Regions from separate parts of the Mus musculus genome. Here region 2 is linked to region 1. A link is a contact called in public HiChIP or PLAC-seq data. All regions are on one chromosome and are shown on one strand. Each heading gives the region's core, a stretch centred on a gene start, on an enhancer-like site or on the middle of the called end of the contact. The rest is flanking DNA. Distances are from core to core; before and after follow the strand shown. Region 1 holds the start of Olfr1344 (olfactory receptor 1344). Region 2 overlaps Usp29 (ubiquitin specific peptidase 29).

What was found. HiChIP or PLAC-seq counts read pairs in DNA pulled down with a chosen protein or histone mark.
Region 2: an H3K4me3 HiChIP or PLAC-seq map of embryonic stem cells shows a contact between it and region 1, with 18 read pairs. The contact joins the enhancer-like site here to the promoter of Olfr1344 in region 1. A contact is called at or near these places in 6 of 39 promoter capture datasets (the 3T3-L1 cell line, the HPC-7 cell line, cranial neural crest and 2 more), 1 of 15 datasets of contacts at CTCF or cohesin (the NIH/3T3 cell line), 1 of 115 datasets of contacts at active chromatin or transcription factors (embryonic stem cells) and 2 of 9 other capture datasets (adipose tissue and embryonic stem cells).

Annotation. Positions count from the first base shown.
Region 1 is chr7:6,436,809-6,444,221 of GRCm38.p6, forward strand. It overlaps Olfr1344 (olfactory receptor 1344), which reads left to right and starts at 3,094. Exons shown (of 1, transcript NM_177061.3): 1 at 3,094-4,059. The coding sequence starts at 3,094. The coding sequence ends at 4,059.
Region 2 is chr7:6,757,206-6,764,618 of GRCm38.p6, forward strand. All of the region lies in intron 2 of Usp29 (ubiquitin specific peptidase 29), which reads left to right. Among named protein-coding and RNA genes, the nearest start is that of Usp29, 30 kb to the left of the region's middle. Within about 2 kb of position 3,081, at least 24 of the 459 cell types and tissues checked have an H3K27ac peak or open chromatin away from gene starts, as enhancers often do. A contact at or near this core is called in embryonic stem cells, where this site is marked.

The sequences.
Region 1 (7,413 bases), core at 1,844-4,343:
GAGTCTCCACCTCACCGAGAGACCGCAGTCCTTCAGTTGTTCTGATTAAAAAAATAATTCTTCTCCTGGAGATGCCGGTTCTCTCGTTTATGTCTGCATTGCCTACCCCAGTCCTGACCTAGTAATGTGGATTTCTTTCTACCATATGGGGCCAAACTGAGGTCAGCAGACTTGGTGGCAAGCTCCTTTAAGCTCTGAGTCATCTTGGTGGCCCAGGATACAGATATTTAACACTCTTGGCAAATGATGTTTGGCTGTTGTGAAGTTAATGTGATTGTTTTGATTCTAAATGCTTGCAGAAAACGTAATCCTTGTCTGACTCTTTTTTTTTTACCTTTTATTGAAAATAGACTTTTCCCCTTCACATAATAAATCCTGAATATGATTTCCCCTCCCTGTCCTTTTCCAAGTTCCTCTCCTCTTCCCCTCTCATTTCTATCTACCTCCCTTTCAGTCTCTTATTAGAAAACAAACAGGCTTCTAAGGGATAATAATAAAATAAAATAAGATAAAACAAAACTAACTAATCAGAGTTAGATAAAACAAACAAGCAGAAGGAAAAGGACCCAAGAGAAGGCACAATAAACAGAGGCCACTCATTCACACACTCAGGAATCCGGCTAAAAAAGTTAACTGAAAACCATAACATAAACATTAAGTTCCTTTAGGATAAACTGAGAGAAGAAATATTTTTTTGTTCTTTTAAATTTTTTTTCCAATTTTTATTAGGTATTTACTTCATTTACATTTCAAATGCTATCCCAAAAGTCCCCTATATCCTTCCCCCCTCCCCTCCCACCCACTCCTGCATCTTGGCCCTGGTGTTTCCCCTGTACTGGGGCATATAAAGTTTGCAAGACCAAGGGGCCTCTCTTCCCAATGATGGCCGACTAGGCCATCTTCTGCTACAAATGCAGCTAGAGACACCAGCTCTGGGATACTGGTTCGTTCATATTGTTATTCCACCTATAGGGTTGCAGACCCCTTCAGCTCCTTGGGTACTTTCTCTAGCTCCTCCATTGGGGCCCTGTGTTCCATCCAATAGTTGACAGTGAGCATCCACTTCTGTGTTTTCCAGGCACTGGCATAGCCTCACAAGAGACAGCTATATCAGGGTCCTTTCAGCAAAATCTTGCTGGTGTATGCAATAGTGTCTGCATTTGGTGGCTGATTATGGGATGGACCCCCGGGTGGGGCAGTCTCTGGATGGTCCATCCTTTCGTCTCAGCTCCAAACTTTGTCTCTGTAACTCCTTCCATGGGTGTTTTGTCCCCAATTCTAAGAAGGGGCGAAGTGTCCACACTTTGGTCTTAGATGTTCCAACTGGTAATAAGAACACATGCTCCACTATGTTCATAGCAGCCTTATTTATAATAGCCGGAAGCTGGAAAGAACCCAGATGTCTCTCAACAGAGAAATGGATACAGAAAATGTGGTACATTTACACAATGGAGTACTACTCAGCTTTTAAAAACAATGAATTTATGAAATTCCTAGGCAAATGGATGTATCTGGAGGGCATCATCTTGAGTGAGGTAACCCAATCACAAAAGAACTCATATGATATGTACTCATTGATATTAGCCCAGAAACTTAGAATACCCAAGATACAGTTTGAAAAACACATGAAACTCAAGAAGAACAGAGAAATCTTGTATATACATGTAACTAAAATTTATAAAAAGGAAAAGCCCCGAAGTATTATTAGATAAGGAACCTTCAAAGAGAGATGGAGACAATGATAGAACAGAGAGGAATTTTCCTAGCTTTTCTCTCAGGGTGACCTCCAGTCTCACATCTAGAAAAGGTAGATGGGGCCCATGGGGACCCAGGGCCGAGATCAACCCACTGAAGCCTCATTACTGATGGCCAATAATGGGTTCTTGTGAGAGTCAAGTGTGGTCCCAATGTCCTGACCTAGGGAGAGAGCAAGGCGAGGAGCCTTGTAATTGCTCCCCCAGTCCCTCTGTGTCAGAACTCTCTGTGGATCTGGGTAGAGGGCTTTAACTCCTCCTACCTGATCACAGCCTGGATAATTTGCTGTTTTTCCTGCTTCCGAGCCCAGGAGCCTCGAGCATACTGTGTATCCTTGGAGGTGGGAAGCATCTATCTACTCCATGATGGGGATGTGTAGCTATGGAGCAAGTCTGAGTGCGGAACTGGGCAAAGAATCCATGTGGTAAAGGAGGCGATAGGAGTTTCTGGGAGGTGAGTCTGTTGAGGCTTCAGATTCGTAATGGACACCCACAGGGAATGAATAAGATGTTTTGTGATCCAGAGAGCCCGTTGTACAAAGCAATTGTGTGCACATAGGGCAGAAATGCTCCTGAGCGATTTGTTCTCTCTCCATCTTTCTTCTATCACGGTCTTGACCCAATATTTGCTAGGTATGTCTATAGGCATGTCTCACAATTGACTTCCAAGTACCTATGACTTCAGTGGGTTTATAACCACTGGAAGACTTGGATATTTGTGTATCTCAGGTCCAGCTCATGGAGAAGAGAGGGAGAGAGAGAGAAAGAGAGAGAGAGAGAGAGAGAGAGAGAGAGAGAGAGAGAGAGAGAGAATTCTTTTACAAAACGATATGAATAATGTATTTTAATTTATTTATTTTCTTCTCTCACTGTCTTTCTGTTTGTCTCTCTGTCTGTCTGTCTGTGTCTTTGTGTGTGTGTTATGTGGAGGTTAGGGTTGGTTGCCTCCTTCCATTGTGTGAGTTTGTCAAAGATTAAGCTCAGCTCATTGGGCTCTCACTCAAAACCTTTATTTTATGAGGGAAAAATTCAGACTCAGAAACATTTTTTCCTTCAATATATGTGCAAGTTACAACAGCAAGCTATTGTAACCATAAAGAGGCACGGGGGGGTGGGTGAGGGGCGGGGGTAAACAAGATGTAACTTAAGAGTTGGAGTGTGTGTGTGTGTGTGTGTGTGTGTGTGTGTGTGGTGGGAGGAGAGGGAAAATGAGGCGGGAAAATGAGGAAGGAGAGTGCTGGGAAGGGAGACTAATGGAGAAGGAGCTGGGTCCTGCCATCCCTTACACTCCCAGCTCAGACTGTCTGCAGTGACCCTGCTATTTGTCTCTGTCTCCAGGATGGGCCCGGGAACCCTCAATGATTCAGGAACCACAGAGTTCCTGCTGCTGGGACTGTGGGCCCCACCTTCCCTGCGCCCCCTGCTGTGGGCCTCACTTCTTCTAGCCTACCTCACCACTGTGCTGGGTAATGGTGCCCTAGTGGGTCTGATAGCCTTGGACAGACGACTGCATCGGCCCATGTATCGCCTGCTGACCCACCTGGCCCTGCTGGACACAGCCTATGTGAGTACCACGCTACCGCAGGCGCTGGCACACATGACCATGCGCAGTGCCCGCCTCTCCCTGGTACGTTGTGGCACGCAGCTGTACGTGGGCATCTCCCTGGGCAGCTGCGAGGCCATCCTCTTGGCAGCGATGGCCCTGGACCGCTGCCTGGCTGTGTGCAGACCGCTGCATTATGCGACCCTGGTGACCGCCCCCCGCTGCGCAGCGCTGGCTGGAGCATCCTGGACACTGGGCTTTGCACTCTCTGTACCCAATGCGGTGGCTGCACTACGCCTGCCCTTCTGTCCTGGGAGGGCAGCGGTGGACCACTTCTTCTGTGAGCTACCTGCGGTGCTGAGGACAGCGTGTGCGGACACCACAGCCAACTACAGGCTGGTCTATGGCCTGGGCGTGCCCATCCTCCTGGTACCTTTGGTCCTCATCCTAGCCTCTTACACCTGGATTCTGGCTGCTGTGCGCAAGTTGCCTTCTGCTGGAAGTCGCCACAAAGCTTTGTCCACCTGCAGCTCACATTTGGCTGTGGTGGGGCTCTTCTATGGCACGGTGAGTGCCATGTACCTGCGGCCCAAAGCCTCTAGTGATCTTCCTGCTAGACACCATAAACTGGTGGCAGTTTTCTACCTGGTGGTCACACCTGTCCTCAATCCACTCATCTACAGCCTTCGAAACCGTGAGGTCCACATGGCAGCTCGCTATGCCCTGGCCCGGCTGCGGGGGACGCGCATTGTGTTGCACTAAGCGACTTCTGCGGGGCACAGAATTTTCTCTCAGTCTGGTCTGTTCAAATTCCATGGAGGTATCTTCTTTTGTTTTATTTTTAAGTTTTTGAGAGAGGATCTCAGTATAGCCCTAACTAGCCCGGAACTCGTTGGATAGACCAGGCTGGATTCGAACTCACAGAGATTCACTTGCCTCTGCCTCCTGAGTGCTGGAATTAAATGGATATGTCCCTACATAGAGATTTCTTTGAAAAAATCTTGAATATTATGTCTTTATTGACATAATTTCTCAGACTGTATTTTGATCATGTCCATTGCCCATGCCTTCCCTAAAATCGTCCAAGATCTAACCTCCCCCCCCCCCCATCCACTCCTCAACTTAATAAAATCACTCCTTGGAGTCCAGTTTGTGCTCCCTAGATACTCATGGGTGTGGAGCCCTTTAATGAAGCATGGTTGACTTACCAGTGCATACCAGAGGAGCACTCTACCTAGAAGTGAGTCACATTCCTGCTGGAACTTTCAAATAAAGAATTAGATGAGAAATGCTTTCAGAGTTGCTGTGGCTACTGCACTGCTGTGACTGTGAAGGGAGGGAGAGGGGGGAGGGAGGAATGGAGAGCGAGCAAGAACAGATAAAGCAAGAAAGAAACTTGGGGCTGCACCCAGAAAACTATTAATGGCCATTGGTGTCTGAATATTACAGAATATCTGTGCATCTCTAAATCTGCAGTGAGGATACTTGGAGGGGCTGGAGGAAGGGAAGAAAATGGGAAAAGCAATGTAATTCTATTTTAAGTAAAAATGTATAAAAAATTGAAAAAATAAAAGCATTTATTTTATACATATGTGTGTGTGCCTGAGTGCATGTGTGTGCAGCATGTGTGTGCAGCATGTGTATGCAGTGTCCAAGGACACCAGAAGGTGCTGGATTCCCTGGGACTGAATTTACAGATGATTGTGAGGAACATGTGGATGCTGGGATTTGAACCCAGGTCCTCTGCAAGGTAGCCAGCACCCTTAACTGCTGAGCCATCTCTCCAGCCCTAACTCTTTTACTTTTTAAATTACTTAAAAATGTAAAAATAATTTGAAGATAGCAGGGCCTTGCTTTAGCACCCCTGACATCAGGCAAAAAGCAAACTCAACAATCTCAGAAACCCAAAGGTGGTGGGGCAGGCCTGTTATCTCAGCACTCGGGAGGCAGAGTCAGGGGGACTGAAATTCATGGTACGTTGTGATGATGTTTATGAATATTTTCACTCACACTACGTACTTTGACCATATTTACCCCAGTACCTCTTCTTTCTGACCTCCCAGACTTTTGGTCCTCTATGTTTCTCTGTCCTTAAAACAAGACTAGAAATGTTTTGAGGTTTTTTCCATTTAATAAAATGTCTATAGGTATCTTATAAATCTTTTATTGTCTTGACAAATCTTTTTTTTTTTTCTGAATTTTCTCAGGACTTGTATCATAAAAGAAGGTTGATTTAATAACAGTTTAATTTCTAGTTATGTGTATATTCGTGTCTATGTATGGGTATGTGCCCAAGAGTGATGGTGTTCTCAGGATACAGGAGAAGGTATATCTCCTGGAAGTGGAGTTACAGGCTGTTGTGAGCTGCCACACGTGGGTGCTGAGAACTGAACTCCAGCCCTCTGCAAGAGCACTATGTGCTCGTAACTACTGAGCTATCTCTCCAGACACTATTTTCACCTTTGTAGACAAGCAAATGTACTTCTTGTGCCTGCCACTGCCTTAGTTTTTGATTGTGTGCTTTGGTTTCTTCAGATCTAAACTCTACATCACAACTGCATAGATGTTCACTGAGACAGGAGAAATGGGTTATTTCAAAGGTGTCAACAAACGTTGGCATGTAATCTCATTTTGTCAACTTTCCATTGCTATGCTAAACACCTAAGACAATCAGGTTACAGTGAGAAAAGGTTGTGTTCTCCTTTTCCCATATTGGGTGAGGAAGCATATCACAGAACACAGGAAAATATTTTTCACTATAGGTACACTGGAAGTGTTCACACACTGAGGTATAGGGGGCTCACTTCTTTCATTAGAAAGGGCCAGGGGTCATTTTTTTAAAAAATGGTGTATAGAGAACAAGAGATGAGATGAGATAATCACTTATAAGCATGGTTTATTTTGGGTATCACACATAGGTCACAGAAGTAGAGAATGCTTTTGTGCTCAGTTTAGAGAGGAAGAAATGTGTTGGGTAGTTCACAGTGAATTGTGTGTATGTGTGTGTCTGTAAGTGTATGCACCTGCGCATGCAGGTAGCTGAGGAGGCCGAAAGAGGGCATCAGATCTCCTGGAGCTGGAGTTCCAGGCATCTGTGGGATATCTGATGTGGTGCTGGACCAGGTCTTCTGCAAGAATAGCACTCTCTTAACTACTGAGCCATCTCTCCAGACCCATTATTCTCTTAGAAGTACTATTACATACTCATTTATAATTAGCTAATTAATTAATTACTTATTTTGTGTGTGGGGTTATATATGTGGGGTTCAGGGGACAAGTTATGGAAGTTGTTTCTTTCCTTACACTACACGAGTCCTGAAGACCATACTGTGTCATCAGGCTCAGCTGCTGGAGTCTTTACCCACTGAGCCAAGTCACGTCACTGGTCCCTTACATTTTTAATACAAACAGAAATCTGTAGATGTTAAAAAAGGACTTCAGTTTAGAATTTTAATTTGAATGCTAGATCCAAAAAAATGCTATGGACAGTGTGTGTGTGTGATTTTGGGGTTCTGGGAAAGTTTCTAAACACACTAACCTGCTTTTTTTTTTTTGGCTTCTGTAGAGAGGTGTGCCATGACATGGTATGACATGAAGACAGAGGGTGAACAGGGGAATTCTTTAGGGCATTACAGGTCAGTGAGGGGAAGTGTTTTGTGTGTAGATAGAGGCTGACACAATCAGGTAGGACAGAAGAGAAAACTAAGAAGAGGGAACTTTGGCAAGGTTCAGTCTCTTGGGACAAGCAGGGGCTCCAGACTCTCTGCCTCCCTCTGCCTTGGACACAGACACACATACAGAGCACAGTTCTCCAAAAGGGGGGAGTCTTCAGGGCTCTCATTGTCTATCTAGAGCCAAAGACTGAAATCTTTGGTTTCTGAAATCCCAGTGAGCCCCAGAAGCTTCTGCAGCAAGGGAGTAGCTTTGTCACAACTCAGTCCAGACAGAGAAACAGAAGGTGAGGGGCAAGGGGCCATGATGAAGGGAAGAACGAACACGGAGCTCAGTTTGACTAACAGATGATGTAATCATCACCGGGAGCAGAATATCATTGTTTTTCATTCTTTGATGGTGATGGTGATGGAGGTGGCAATCATGATAATGAAGATTAAGATG
Region 2 (7,413 bases), core at 1,831-4,330, 320 kb after region 1:
TCACAACACCCCAGGAGAGAGTAGGAGGTTTTTAAGCACAGGAAGACATTTGACTTAAAAATTCTTCTACCTGAGTACTTCTGGGAGCTACATTGTTATCAGCTCATGAAACGCTTTAAACAAACAAACAAACAAACAAACAAACAAAAAACTCACCACTGTGTATTTGTATGTGTGTATGTATATGTATGTGTGTATTTGTACTTTGATACAAGGTCATAATCGTGAATGTTTAAAAAAATAACAAGTTTATTCCTTTAAATAGTTAGTTCCATTTTTATTTACTGTGTGTGGTGGGGGAAGGGCATGCATTCTGTGGGCCTGTGCATGGAGGCCAGAGGACAGTGTGCTGGTGTTGGCTTTCTTCTTCTACCCTGTGGCTTCTGGGGATTAAACTCAGGTCACCAGGCTTGACCCACTGAGCCATCTCACCATCCCAGTGAAAATATTTATATTGTTTGGGGTATAGTTTGAAATCTAGTGCAGTGGGTATGACTTGGGACCATTTTCTGTGTTAGCCACTGTAAAATGGAGAGCCTTTGTGTGACGGGAGATTATCAGTTTCCCGAAATGGGCAAACAATTTGGTAAGAATAAGGAACTAGGGTTTGATCCAGAAAATCAGTAGCAGGCAGGGGTGGTCTCTTGCTGATTGGGAACTTTGCGTCTCTGGAATTCTTATGAAACTATGTGGACAGCTCTTCTAAGCAGAACTATCTCCCCTCCCCTCCACACACCCAGCTCTGCATACTAGGGAGCAAGGGAGACATGTCTCAGTCCCAACCTGGCATTTAGCTCAGAAATGAAGGGGCCATACTGAGGTGAGGATGTTGGCTGGAAGGCTCCTGTGGACTCTCAGTTCCATGTGGACTGTTTGAGACTGCTCCTTGGGCACATACAGACACACACACACACACACACACACACACAAATCTCCCTCCCATATTCATGTCCTTTTTTAAAAATTTATACATTGAGTTCAATTATGTCTACCCATGTTCTTATGATTTTGGAATAGACTGTGAGATATGGGTCAGCTACCAAAACCATACCCTCAAAGAGAATTGACTGTCCTTTCCCAGCAGTCACCTATTGCCAGTAGGTTCTCAGTGAGGGGTGGGGTCTTGGGAATAGCCTCTCCCTTCTGTGTTGGAATTCTGAGTGGTTTGATATTGGTCAGGTCTTCGGCAGGTATCCACAGCTGCTGTGAGTTCATGACTGTAACAGCCATGCCATGTCCAGAAGACAGCACTTCACATTCCCACCCCTTCTCAGTGTTGTTCCCTTGACTCTGAGAAGAACGGGAGGAGGTTGATAGAGTAGTCTGATTTAGGGCTCTACCCCCATATCTCCATATTTGCCTAAGAAGGCTGACCACCAACTTCTCATGTTAAGTCTGTGTCTATCCTCATGACCACGCCCTTGTGGCCAACATGTCTCTCCAGGCATCTGATGTCATTTTATTTATGTTCTCCCTGTCTATCACAGCATAGCCTGGCCATTACATGTGTACACACACACACACACACACACACACACACACACACACACACATATCCTTTTGCCCAAAGCCTTGTATGGCTGTGCACCTCCATCAGAACAAAATCCAAGTGGCCTACTCAACCTCTGAGGTTCTCCTCACTTCCTTCCTGGATCTCTGTGTGCTGATGATGGTCATGGGTCTGTGTCAGCTTCTGACATCACTTCTGAAGAGCTGACTGCATTGTCTCCACACATTTTCTCTTAGCTTGGCTCCAGTCAGGTCTACCTGCTGCCATTCCATCGAAAACCCTCTCTTCAAGGTCAACAGCCACCTCCATGTTGTCACACACACACTGTCTTTCTCTTCATTGATCACCGAACTTTCCAGAACTAGTCAGTCACCTTACTTATCCCTGACTTTTATTTTATTTCTTCTACTTTTTTCTTTGCTTTTCATTTGTTTGTTTGGGCTGGTTGGTTGGTTGGTTGGTTGGTTTCGTTTGGCTTGGCTTTACTCTGGTCTTTGGGTGAATCTGTCAAGTCACTTCCAGGTCACACCAGATTCTCCTGGGCCAGAAGCATCTTTAACTCCAAACTGAAGGGCTCTAGTGTTCCTTAGAAAATTACGCATAATTGTAGGCTGTGAGGGATTGATGGCTCCAGATTTACCTGTGCCAATTTATCCTCACAGATCTGTGTGTACGTATGTGTATGTATGTCCATACATATATTATGTACATATGTACACATGCACACAATAAATACATGAATATAATCTTAAAATTAAAAAATAAGTAAACAAAAGTTAAAATTGGTCATGTGCATACCCTTGACTCATTCTCATGCAAATTTCCCAACAAGGCACACATGGTGAAACAATGATCATTCCCACATTCAAGTAATGCACAGCTGTCCTTGGCTCAGTCCACTGCAGTATACTGGGGCCACAGTTACCTGAAAAACAGTATGTCAAGAGTAAGAAAGTTCCCGTGAGCTAAGGAAAAGCTATATTGGTTCATAGCCAGGGAAGGAAGTAGCTATCAGAATCAGATACAACCCCGTTCAACTGATCAATGACGGTTCGCCTCGGTGGACACGCTTCTGCAAGCCAAACAATTGCTTTGCTTTGGATAGCCGGGCCCATCAAAGATGGACTCAGTCTGATAAACACGCCTCTGCATGCCAACCAATCCAGCGGGGTCTCACTCCAGAGACCACACTTCTGCAGATGACGTTAATGTCAGTCCTTTTCTGTCTTTGAAAGCTGGACAGCACCTGTCCTCTGCTGCCCCCAGACCCTTCATAGAACAGTACCATGCTTCAGAGAGACTCCGGATTAGCCTAGCTCTCTCTTGTGGGAAGAAGTAAATCGAGTATTGTCTTTTTATAATTTCAGATATCGAGCTGAATTCATTGGCTTGAGCCATCACAACAGAGTACTAGCAGACGCAGGGACTGTTTGTTGTTTTTCTGGAGGCTAAAAACTCCAAGATCCAGGTGCTGATGTGAGTCTAGAAGGCAGATGCTAAAGTTTCCAGGTGTTTGTAGAGAGCCAGGTGGATCATTACTGGGAAGAGATCATTAGGAGAGAGGTTAAGGGGAGGGGAGAGCTACACCAAGCCTGCCTTAGGGCTTGGTTCCCAGAAGGCGCGAATGGGGACAAGGGGAGCAGTGAGGTCGGCAGTGACTTTTTTACGGGTCATTAACATACTACCCACCCCGCTGGGTTCCTTCAATTCAGGCTTTCCAGAGCATTCTGATTTCTTGAAGCCCAGGTGAAGTAAAGCTGCCAGTTTTTCCTCGCAGGGCCTTTTGTATGTTAATTTCTTTCTTTCTTTTGAAAATGTTTTGGGAGTTTTGTAAGTGAGAACTGTATTTACAACGTTTCCACCCCTCCCCCTCCTCACATCCAATTCCTCCTGTGCCATCTCCCCAGTCCCTATCAAATGCATCACACACACACACACACACACACACACACACACACACACACGCACGCACGCACACACACCCCTCCTGTTAAGTCCTTTTAGTGTTGCTCCTATGTGACTGCTTTGGAGTGTATGCTCTATCGGGGTTGTCCCTGGAGAAGACCGATTCTCCATGTCTCTGTAGTTATTAATTGCCTGTGGCTCTTCCTGTAGAGGTGGGGCCTTGTGAGGGTGCCCCATCATTGTCATGTCAACTGGTGGTATCACTATGCTGGTCTTGTTCAGGCAACAATGTTGTTGAGAGTTCACAGGTGAAGTTTCCCTGTCATATACAGAAAGCACCATCTTAGAGCCCATGTCCAGGTCTTCTGGTTCTTGCAATGTTCCTACTTGATAGAGTCATCTTTGTTAATTTCTACTCCCCACCCCCACCCTACAGTTGGTTGGCTGTTCCACAGTTCCCTCTCATGACTTTCAGGTGCCTATCTTCTTGTCAGATCACATGCTCCTCTGTGTGTGTCTGAGTCACATTCTTTTCTTCTCATAAGGATGTTAGTCATAGTAGCTTAGCATTCACCCTGAACTCCATTACACTAAAAGAGACCCTAGTTCTAACTATAGTCACCTTCTGAGTGGATGAGGAATTCGGTGTATGAATTTGGTGAGCAATTAGTCATCTTACTGTGCTTCGACAAAGTAAATACACTATGTGTTAAGGTTTGGGGATATAAGTTCCTGCAGCTGATGGCTATAGAGAGATGACTGATCATGAATGTTGTCTCAATTTCCTTTCCCATTGCTGTGATAAAATGCACTAACAAGAGCAACTTAAAGGAGAAGGGTTTATTTGATTCATAGTTCCAGTTCCAGTTCAAGCCAAGCAAGGTGGCACTCATCTCAGCACTTGAGAGGCAGAGGCAGGCGGATCTCTGTGAGTTTGAGGCCAGCCTGGTGTGCACAGTGAGTTCCAGGACAGCCAAAACTACATAATGAGAATTTAGCTTCTTGAAAAACAAACAAACAAACAAATAAACAAATAAACAAACAAAAAGCCAACCAGGCTACAGTCCATCATTTTGGGAGGGCATGGAGGTAGAAATGTGAGGCATCACTTCATATCCACAGTCAAGAACAGAGAGAAATGTATTATCCTGTACTTGTCTCTGCTCAGTTAACTCCCCCATATTCATTCATCCCAGACACAGCAGGCAATGGTGCCTTGCACAGTCAGGAGGTGTCTTCCCATCTCAATGAACCCAACTGAGAAAATCCCTGGGGCTGAAGAGACGACTTAGTGGCTAAGAGTACATATTTCTCTTGCAGAGTACCTAGGTCTAGTTCCTAGCACCCACGTTTGGTAGTTCATAACCATCTGTACCTCTAGCTTTTTGGGTAGCCAACTCCTCAGGCATGTATGTGTGTAGACAAAAAAAAAAAAAAAAAAAAAAAAAAAAAAAGCACGTGAGCGCACACACACATACATATATATATTGTATTTATACTCCTTCAACACATGATAATTTTTTTTTGAAGCAGGGTCTCACTCTGTATCCCTGGCTGGTCTAAAGTAGGCTATATAGACCAGGCTAGCCTTGAACTCACAGAGATCCACCTACCTGTGCCTCTCCAGGGCTGGGTTTAAAGGTGAGGGCCACCACACTTGGCATTCATGTCATTTCTGTAGTTTAGGAAATCAGCAATGATCTGGCCAGATGGTTCTGGCTCAGGGTTCCTTAGGTTTGTAAAGAGTTTGGCCATTTTTTGCTTTTGCCTGCAGTCTTGAAGAGGGTAGGAAGAACCACATTTCACAAGGTTCACCAAAGAGCTGGTGATTAGATGCTGATGTTGGCAGGAAGTCTAGGTGCTGCACACCAGTCACTTCTTCCTTAAGAGATGAGGATCACTAAGGTGGGTCAATACTGAGGTCATAAATGGCAAAGAGAGAGACCTGTTGATTCTTCTTCCAAGGCCTATGCAATAGAACCCAGTCCTGGAGAATCATAAGTGAAGAGTCCATTTGAGCTTTCCTGGCCTCCAATTGGACTGTGAAATGACAAATTAACATTAAAAATATTTATCTGAGAAAGGGTCTCACTATAGCCCTGACTGCCCTAGAAGTTGCTATGTAAAGATATGTGTCATGATGCCTGGCTATGACCTACTCCCTGCCAAGAAACAGGGTTTCTTTGTTTAGCCTTGGCTGTCCTAGATCTATCTCTGTAGACCATGCTGACCTCAGACTCCACGGATACCTGCCTCCTGAGTGCTGGAATTAAAGGCTTGTATCACCACCATGGGACTTGAACTTTTTTTAAGATACAACATTTATGGTAATTTGTTAGATATCAATGGAATGACTGTCAGGATGGACCATTGAATCTAAATTAGATGAAGAGGGATAAAGTCAGGTGTAGGAAAATGAATGTATGGGGGGGGGGTCAGGGGCTATCTATGAGCGCAAGCTCTGTTTGATATTACAATTTCTAACATAATACAGTTTCTAATGAGATAAGATCCAGAATAATAGATAGATGATAAGTGATAGCTACTCAGATGATAGATACATAGATTGATGGTGACTAGAAGATAGACGATGAAGAGACAGATGGATTATAGATTGATAAATAGCTGCCAAGATAATCACTGAATGTTAAATTATAGATACAAAGATGATAAGGGGTGGATAGGTGATAGTCAGAATGGATAGATGGGAGATAAATAGATAATAGATGAATAGATAATAGTTAGATTGATAGATAATGATAGATAGATAGATAGATAGATAGATAGATAGATAGATAGATAGAGCAAAAATAATTCTAAGCCTCAAAAGAGTAACCCCAGGGCTGAGTTTGGCAGAGTTTTTACCCAGCATGCACAACTCCCTGGGTTCAGCCTGAAGCACAAAGCTGATGTATAGTGTGCTCCTATAATTCTACCACTAAGGAGGTTAAGACGGGAGGATCAGAAGGTCACATTATCCTCACCTATGTATAGAAAGCTCAAGGCCAGTCTGGGTTTCATGAGAGCCTGCTTCTAAGATACAGAAATATACTGTACAGGTCAGTATGTTTTTTGTTTGTTTGTTTGTCAACACAAGCTAGAGAAATCTTTGAATAAGTCATCCTTGAGGAAGAGGTACATCAGTTGAAAAAATGTCCACATCAGATTGGCTTGTAAGCAAGTCTGTGAAGGCATTTTCTTGATTTGATGACTGATGCAGAGGGGCCCAGCCCACTGAATATGGTGCCATCCCTGGGCACCATATTCCTTGGTTAAATAACAAAGCAGACACAGGAGCAAGCTAGTAAGCTGTGTTCCCTCATGGCTTCTGATTCAGTTCCTGCCTCTGGGTCTGGCTTTGCGTTCCTCCCTTGCCTTCTCTTCATAATGAACTATCCTCTATAAACTGAGATAAAATCAATCCTTGGCCATGGTCTTTATCTCAGCAATAGAAATCAAACTAGAATATAACTAAATAAGCAAGATGTGTCTGTTTAAAAAGAAAAACAAACAACACCTCCTCCTCCTAAACACAAACAAAACCCACCCAGACTTGGATAACTATTCACTGGGTAAAATGCTTGCCATGGAAGCATGTGGACCTGAGTTCGATCCCCAGCACCACATGAAGCTGATGGACAGGACAGTGGAGGCTCATAATATCAGTCCTGATTCATGGGAACAGCAGTATCCAGGGCTCCCTGGCTAGCTGCCCTAGACAGATTGGTGAGTCCCAGATAAAAGGGAGGGAAACCCTGTCTAAAAAACAAACAAACAAACAAACAAACAAACAAAAACCCCAAAACAAAATAAGGTGCATGGCCCCTAAGGAATCATATCCCAGGTTGATCTCGGTCTCTACACACACATATGAATACACATACATACTAATACATTTATGTGCACACGCATGTCTCAGGAGGCAGAGGCAGAAGAATATCTGTAAGTTTGAGGCCAGCCTAGTCTACAGAGAAAGTTCCAGGACAGCCAAGGCTACA